Linked DNA regions of Mus musculus: region 1 is linked to region 2. Evidence: chromatin contacts called from public HiChIP or PLAC-seq data. All regions are on one chromosome and are shown on one strand. The core of a region is the stretch at or near the end of the contact, and the rest is flanking DNA. Distances in the headings are between cores, read along the strand shown. Region 1 holds the start of Vwa8 (von Willebrand factor A domain containing 8). Region 2 has its middle 32 kb from the start of Dgkh.

Region 1 (2,903 bases), core at 236-2,735, 84 kb after region 2:
AGAAAAGAAAAGGAAAAAAAGAACAACAACAACAACAACAAAAAGAAAATAAAAAGAGGATATGACTCCTCCTGGGTAAGAGGGTGGAGAAGGTGCATTATAGATGTGAGGGAGAAAACACAGAGGCAGAGGCATCTATCTGGCAGGGTTCAGAGTGAAAATGAACACCTGAGTGAGGGTGGTGTGTGTGTGTGTGTGTGTGTGTGTGTGTAGAGGGGAAGCTGGGAGAGGAGAGAGCCAGGATCCAGGAAGCCAGACCAGGAGACCAAAAGAGGACCAGAGTAGTCAAAGAGGCTGGATTGTAGATGGAAGAGCAGCTTGGGGGAAAGATAGTACTGCCTCTGGGTTGGAGAGTTCAGAGTAGGGGACTGAGTGCCTCTACCAGGAGGATCCTGTAACAGGTGGGAATGGAGAGATAGGAGGAGGATCTAGTGGCTAGTACCAGCTTTGATGTGTTAACAGGGACCTCTGTTAGCTTTTATCTGTTAACTGGCACCTCCTATAGCTGGTTGTCTCAGATTTGAGGCCTAACAGGTGTGGTTGTGAAATAGTGAGAATCTATCCATGTAATAATTATGCTGTTTTGACATCTTTAATGTTCACTCCTTTATTTTCGATTTCTCCAAACTAGTTTAAATTATTTCTCTGCCACCTCCATTTACTTCTAAGTTTAGTTCCTCGGGAAGTTTAAGTGCCTGGGAGGTGGGTGCTTAATATGGATGTAAGATACAGGTAGGTCTAGAATTGGCAAGGCCATTCTCTGAGAGCCAGGCCTGCATCTTGTTTGTTTGATTTCATTGTGCAGAACTTCATTAAAACTTTTTGCTTTGGTTAATTCACTCTTGACATTTTGGGGAGGCAGCCTAATTACATTAGACTTTGTTTGCTTTATGGAAGACTGCTGCTGCTTTTGGAATGCATGGTAGGGAGGGAGCCTTAGTCAAGTGTCCTACTTTTTCCTCACTAAAGACATAAATTATGTTTATATAACCCTTGCCTTGTAGCCTGACTGGATCCTTCTGGTAGTTGAACGTTTTTTCATTCACCATTATAGTGTAACATTTCCTCTTGCAGTTTAGAAGATGATAAAACAGGAGCGGCAAAGGAAGGCTAAACTGAAGCTTTCAATGCCTGTGGTGTGGAAACCCTGGGAAGATGACAACGAATTAAAATAGGTGAAGTTCCAGAATCTCTTGAATATTTTCTCCATTCTGAAAAAAGATCCGAAGCAGTATCGAGGGGAAAGCCCACAGTGCATCATAACACAGTAGGCTAGCAGCCAAGAAAGAAACAGGGCATACGCTCAACTGTGCTAAAGGTCTTTGGCATCTCCCCAGCTCCGGGCGTCCCTGGGGCGACCACGCCTGGGGCGGCGCGCCGGGCTCCGGTAGCCGATCCTACCGGCTGGCGCTCGGCCTGCCCTCCGCCCCGGGCCGGGCCCATCCCGCAGAGCCCGGCGAGCCGGGGGAAGGAGTTTCCGGCGGACCCGCCTCCCTGCCGCTTCCTGTCCCGCTCGCCGATCGCCTCCTGCCCGGTCCAGGGACTGTGCTTGTCCGAAGCCCCTGGAGGTCCCACGCATGCCTCCTGCACCATGCAGTCACGCCTCCTCCTCCTAGGAGCCCCGGGCGGCCTTGGGGACGTGGCCTCCCGGCGAGTGCGGCTGCTCTTGCGGCAGGTGTTGCGGGGCAGGCCGGGCGGGGACCAGCAGCGGCTGGAGGTCAGGCTGCTGCACTCTGGGGCGACCGACTCAGGTAACTGGGCCCTCCGCCTTCGCTGCCGCTGCCCTCGCTGCTTTGTGATGTGGGGCAAGGCGCTGGCGCCCCCTGGGCTCCACTCTGAAACCTTAGGGGTCCGGACTAAGGTCTCTGATGCCTAGGAACACAGTTTTCTCCCACTGGAGATTTTTGTACAAGAATCCTCACGTAGACTCTAGGACACTGAGAGGTTTATGCTGCAGCCTTTGGGGGCTGTTAAGACTCGTGCTTGACCTTGACCTTTGACTCCCGAGGGCTTGGTTTTGTGTCATGAGCCAAGTAGGGCTCGTGATGGCATAGACACGTGTACAATCTTGCTGGAGAACCTGTGCCCATGTTCCTTCCCAATTTTAACAGAAGACTCGGTTTCAAGCACTCTTAGAACTGAAAGTCATCGCTTTAGTTAAAACCCTATACTATAGTCGGAATGAATGAGTCCCAAAAAAGAGGGAAACAAAAAAAAAAAGTGCCTCGCTGAGGATCACAAGGTGAAATTGCGATTCAAAACTTGCCTGTCCTCGATTATAGCTTCTAGAGCATGTACTTGCTTTCCACTCTGTTACTCAGTTTTCATCTGCGTGACAACATTAAAACACACACACACACACACACACACACACACACACACACACACACACACACAGAGCAGCCTAAAACAAGGGAAGATTTCTTGGCTGGAAGTTACAGATGTTTCAGTGTATGCTTAATACTTTAATCACTGTGGCCTGTGGTGAGGCAGAAATTCGTGATGACAAGAGGACTTAGCAGAGGGAAGCTGCTCTCTCAGGGAGGCAGAGAGAGAGGAATCGGGGATAAGACCTACTTTTCAAAGAATCTACTTTGTCTCACTAGGTTCACCTCCTTGTGTGTGTCATCTCCAGATAGTATCATCTCATCTAATAAATCCATCATTTCACCAGTCCAGATGATAATACACTCTTATCAGAGAAGGCAGATGTCAAGGGTAGAATGTGGTACAATCTGACAGGCTTTGAGGTTGAGCAGTTTTGGGTAGACTCCGTTTGTTTGTTTGTTTGTTTGTTTGTTTATTTATTTATTTATTTATACTCTCTAGCTAACTATAAGAGCCATGAGTCAGCAGATAGAACATTTAATTGAAAAGAGGTTTTTAAAAAAATGAAAAAAAAT
Region 2 (3,021 bases), core at 393-2,892:
ATAAGGATGTAGCTCAGTAGTGGGTGCTTGGAGTGCTAACTTAATATTCACAAGATCCTGAGTTCAATCCCTAGTACTGTGGAAGAGAAAGAAGTTTTTAATACGGTCTGTAGCTCCCCCTACCCCCAGGGTTTGTTTATTTGTTCGTTTTTTTGTTTGAAACATAGTTTCTCTGTCATCAAGCTAGGCTTAAACTCACACAGGTCCACCTCCTTCTGCCTCCTTGGTGATGGATTAGTTGTGTACTCCACCATGATTTGCAAGCTGTAGGTTTTTTGAGGGCCACTATATAGTTAGATTTTTAAAGCTTTTGATGTTGAGTGTTCATAAATACTTAGTAGTTTCTTTAATGTCTTGCGTGTGGTAACACAGCCAACTTCATAGGCATTCATACTACTAGTCTCTCCTTTTTAAGGGTGTTTGTAATACAATTGTGAACATTAAAATATAAAAAAATGACTAGAGACCATCATGAATAATTTACATACTAGTTTATAAACGCAAGTGAAAATGGCACGAATGAAACTGATATAATAAAGAAACAGAAAACGAAACGTGAGACTCCTCCTCCTTGGATCTCAGAATAGTCTTTCCCTCCTACACAGTTGAGCCCTGGTCAGCACCACTGTGTTTGTCCTGAAACCTTCCATAGTTATTCTGAGGGCTCCATCCATCACCAGAAACTCCTTCTCCTCCCAAGAAAGAACTGCTTGGCTTAGTGTTTCTGAGGTTCCCAGGGGTACCCTAGGAAGATGCAACCCAAGCCATGTGCTGACACCCTTCTTGTTCAGCTTTTTAGCTTTTTTAGCAGTTGCACATCTTGCCAAGCTGAGATCACTGATGGCTACTCTCTTGCCCTTCTAAAGTTGAGATCTTGTCAAAGCTCATGACATCATGACAAGTTGCCTTATAAATGTAAATGCCAAGTGTGTTAGTGAGGGTCCACAGAGTGCAGCCTGGGTGCTTCAACAGCAAGAACGACATGGGGGATACAACATTCACAGACTGCTCTATAAGTCTGAAGTATCCGACACAATGGGAGCCTCCATTAATCAAGCCACCAGTGAATTGCTCAAGGCTGTTCTATTCCAGAGTTTACTCAACCAGTTTCTTTGCACTATTCCAGGCTTTGGGGACAATTGCTTCTTCCTGAAGCTCTTCTTCTCTAGCTTCCTTGTCACCCTTCTTTCTTTATCTGGTCAATTATACTCTTGAGCCCTTCTCTTTCCACCAAACATAGACACACACACAGGGGGGGGGGTGTCGGGGGCAGGATGGGACAAGGCAGAGTCAACAACAAGTCTTGCCTAGCTGTTGAGACTCAAAGTTAAAGGAATGAAGACCATGATTTTTGTGTCAAGGGCTGGGTGGAAGAGCAAACTCGGCCAAGGGGTTGGGTTTAGAGAAGGGTCCCAATGGCTTCCCTAAGGAATAAATATCAAATAAATTAAATCAGCATTAATAATGAGGGGGGAAAACAGAGTTTCACAGCAATAGTAAGTATTTCTTATTTCTGTTGGATTTTAGACTACATTAAAACATTTTAAGCAATTTTTTCCCAGATAGTTCACACCATATTTCTGTTCTTGTTTTAAATGAAGAGGAACCCAAAAAGGGAAATGAAGTCATACAGCATTTAAATCTATTGGGTGAGCAATTGCTCCGGCACCCTTGAGACAAGCCTGACTCCTGCTTCTAAGTTTTGGTCAGGAATATGGAGTGCTTCTTCAAATAATATGCAAATCAAAATTCTTGGGGGGAATTTCCAAGAACCAGGAAGCACTGTTTCCTTTCTGCTTTAGCTTATTTATTTGCTCTATAAGAGAGACGTTAAAAAAGGAGTCAAATCTGAATTGTGCCATCATTTTGGTTTTACACGCATTTAATCCCAGGACTCTGGAGGCAGAGGCAGGTAGATCTCTGAGTTGGAGGCCAGCCTTGTCTACAAAGTGAGTTCCAGGACGGCCAGAGCTACACAGAGAAACCCTGGGGAGGGAGGGGGCAGTGTCAGATTTCTTCCATGTTTCCTGTGGATGAACTGGCGGGTTTGGGAGTCAACTTGACCCTAGCTAGTGACATCAGAGAAAAAGGTGCTTCAGTTGAGGAAATGCCTCCTTGAAATTCAGCTATAAGGCATTTTCTCAGGTAGTGATTGATGGGAGAGGGTCCAGCTCATTGTGGGTGGGGCCATCACTAGGATGGTCTTCCTGGGTTCTGTAAGGAAGGAGGCTGAGCTAGCTGTGGGAAGTAGACCAGTAAACAACACCCCTCTAAGGCCTTTGTCTCTGCTTCTGCCTCCGGGTTCCAGCCCTGCTTAAGTTCCTGTCCTGACTTTCTCCAGTGATGCTCTATGATCTAAAAGTATAAGCAAAAGAAACCTTTCCTTCCCAAGGTGCTTTTTGACACGGCAACTGAAACTCTAAGACAGTGGACATGAGAAATGCAGATGTCTCTAGACTTTTGATAGTACAACTTGCAGTGAAAATATTCAGACTCATTTTCTGCTAAGAGTAACCATAAGGAGGCCAACAGTCTAGTGGCTGCTGTCTGCTTCTAAATCCAAAAAGGGAAAGGTAATGAATGGCGCGAATAGCTGAGTTGCCATGTGATCTTTGAAAAGCTTGTAATTCTCATCATTTTGGACATTTTAGAACAAAAGCACATGTTTCACTATGGCTACTACCCAAATACAAAACTGTTGCTTCATTTGTATGCACAGAATCCTACTAATATCTGTAGGAAGGCCATGCATCATTTGTGCTACCCAGGTGGGTATTTCGATATCAAATATCTACAGTTTCTATTAAACAAAACTAAGGTGTTCACAGGAAGCTCCAGAGAAAACTGTGTAGCTAATGAAGGCTGAACTCCACACATTAAAAATGCTGCTATCTGTGGTTGTTCCCTGTCTCACTACTGTGACAAAATACCTAACAAAAGTAGCTCTAGAAAGAAAGGTTTGTTTTGGCTAATGGTTAGATGGGGCAGTTCATCATGATGGGCAAGTCACCTTGGCGGGAG

Evidence for each region. HiChIP or PLAC-seq counts read pairs in DNA pulled down with a chosen protein or histone mark.
Region 1: a contact with region 2 is called in an H3K4me3 HiChIP or PLAC-seq map of bone marrow-derived macrophages, with 2.9 times the contacts expected there. The contact joins the promoter of Vwa8 here to the enhancer-like site in region 2. A contact is called at or near these places in 7 of 39 promoter capture datasets (3T3-L1-derived adipocytes, the C10 cell line, embryonic stem cells and 3 more), 2 of 484 Hi-C or Micro-C datasets (the N1E-115 cell line and nephron progenitors), 6 of 115 datasets of contacts at active chromatin or transcription factors (bone marrow-derived macrophages, embryonic stem cells, forebrain and 3 more) and 3 of 9 other capture datasets (adipose tissue, liver and pancreatic islet).

The regions. Positions count from the first base shown.
Region 1 is chr14:78,847,693-78,850,595 of GRCm38.p6, forward strand. Vwa8 (von Willebrand factor A domain containing 8) reads left to right here and starts at 1,486. Exons shown (of 45, transcript NM_027906.1): 1 at 1,486-1,751. The coding sequence starts at 1,592.
Region 2 is chr14:78,763,554-78,766,574 of GRCm38.p6, forward strand. No RefSeq gene overlaps it. Among named protein-coding and RNA genes, the nearest start is that of Dgkh, 32 kb to the left of the region's middle. Within about 2 kb of position 1,643, at least 2 of the 459 cell types and tissues checked have an H3K27ac peak or open chromatin away from gene starts, as enhancers often do. A contact at or near this core is called in bone marrow-derived macrophages, where this site is marked.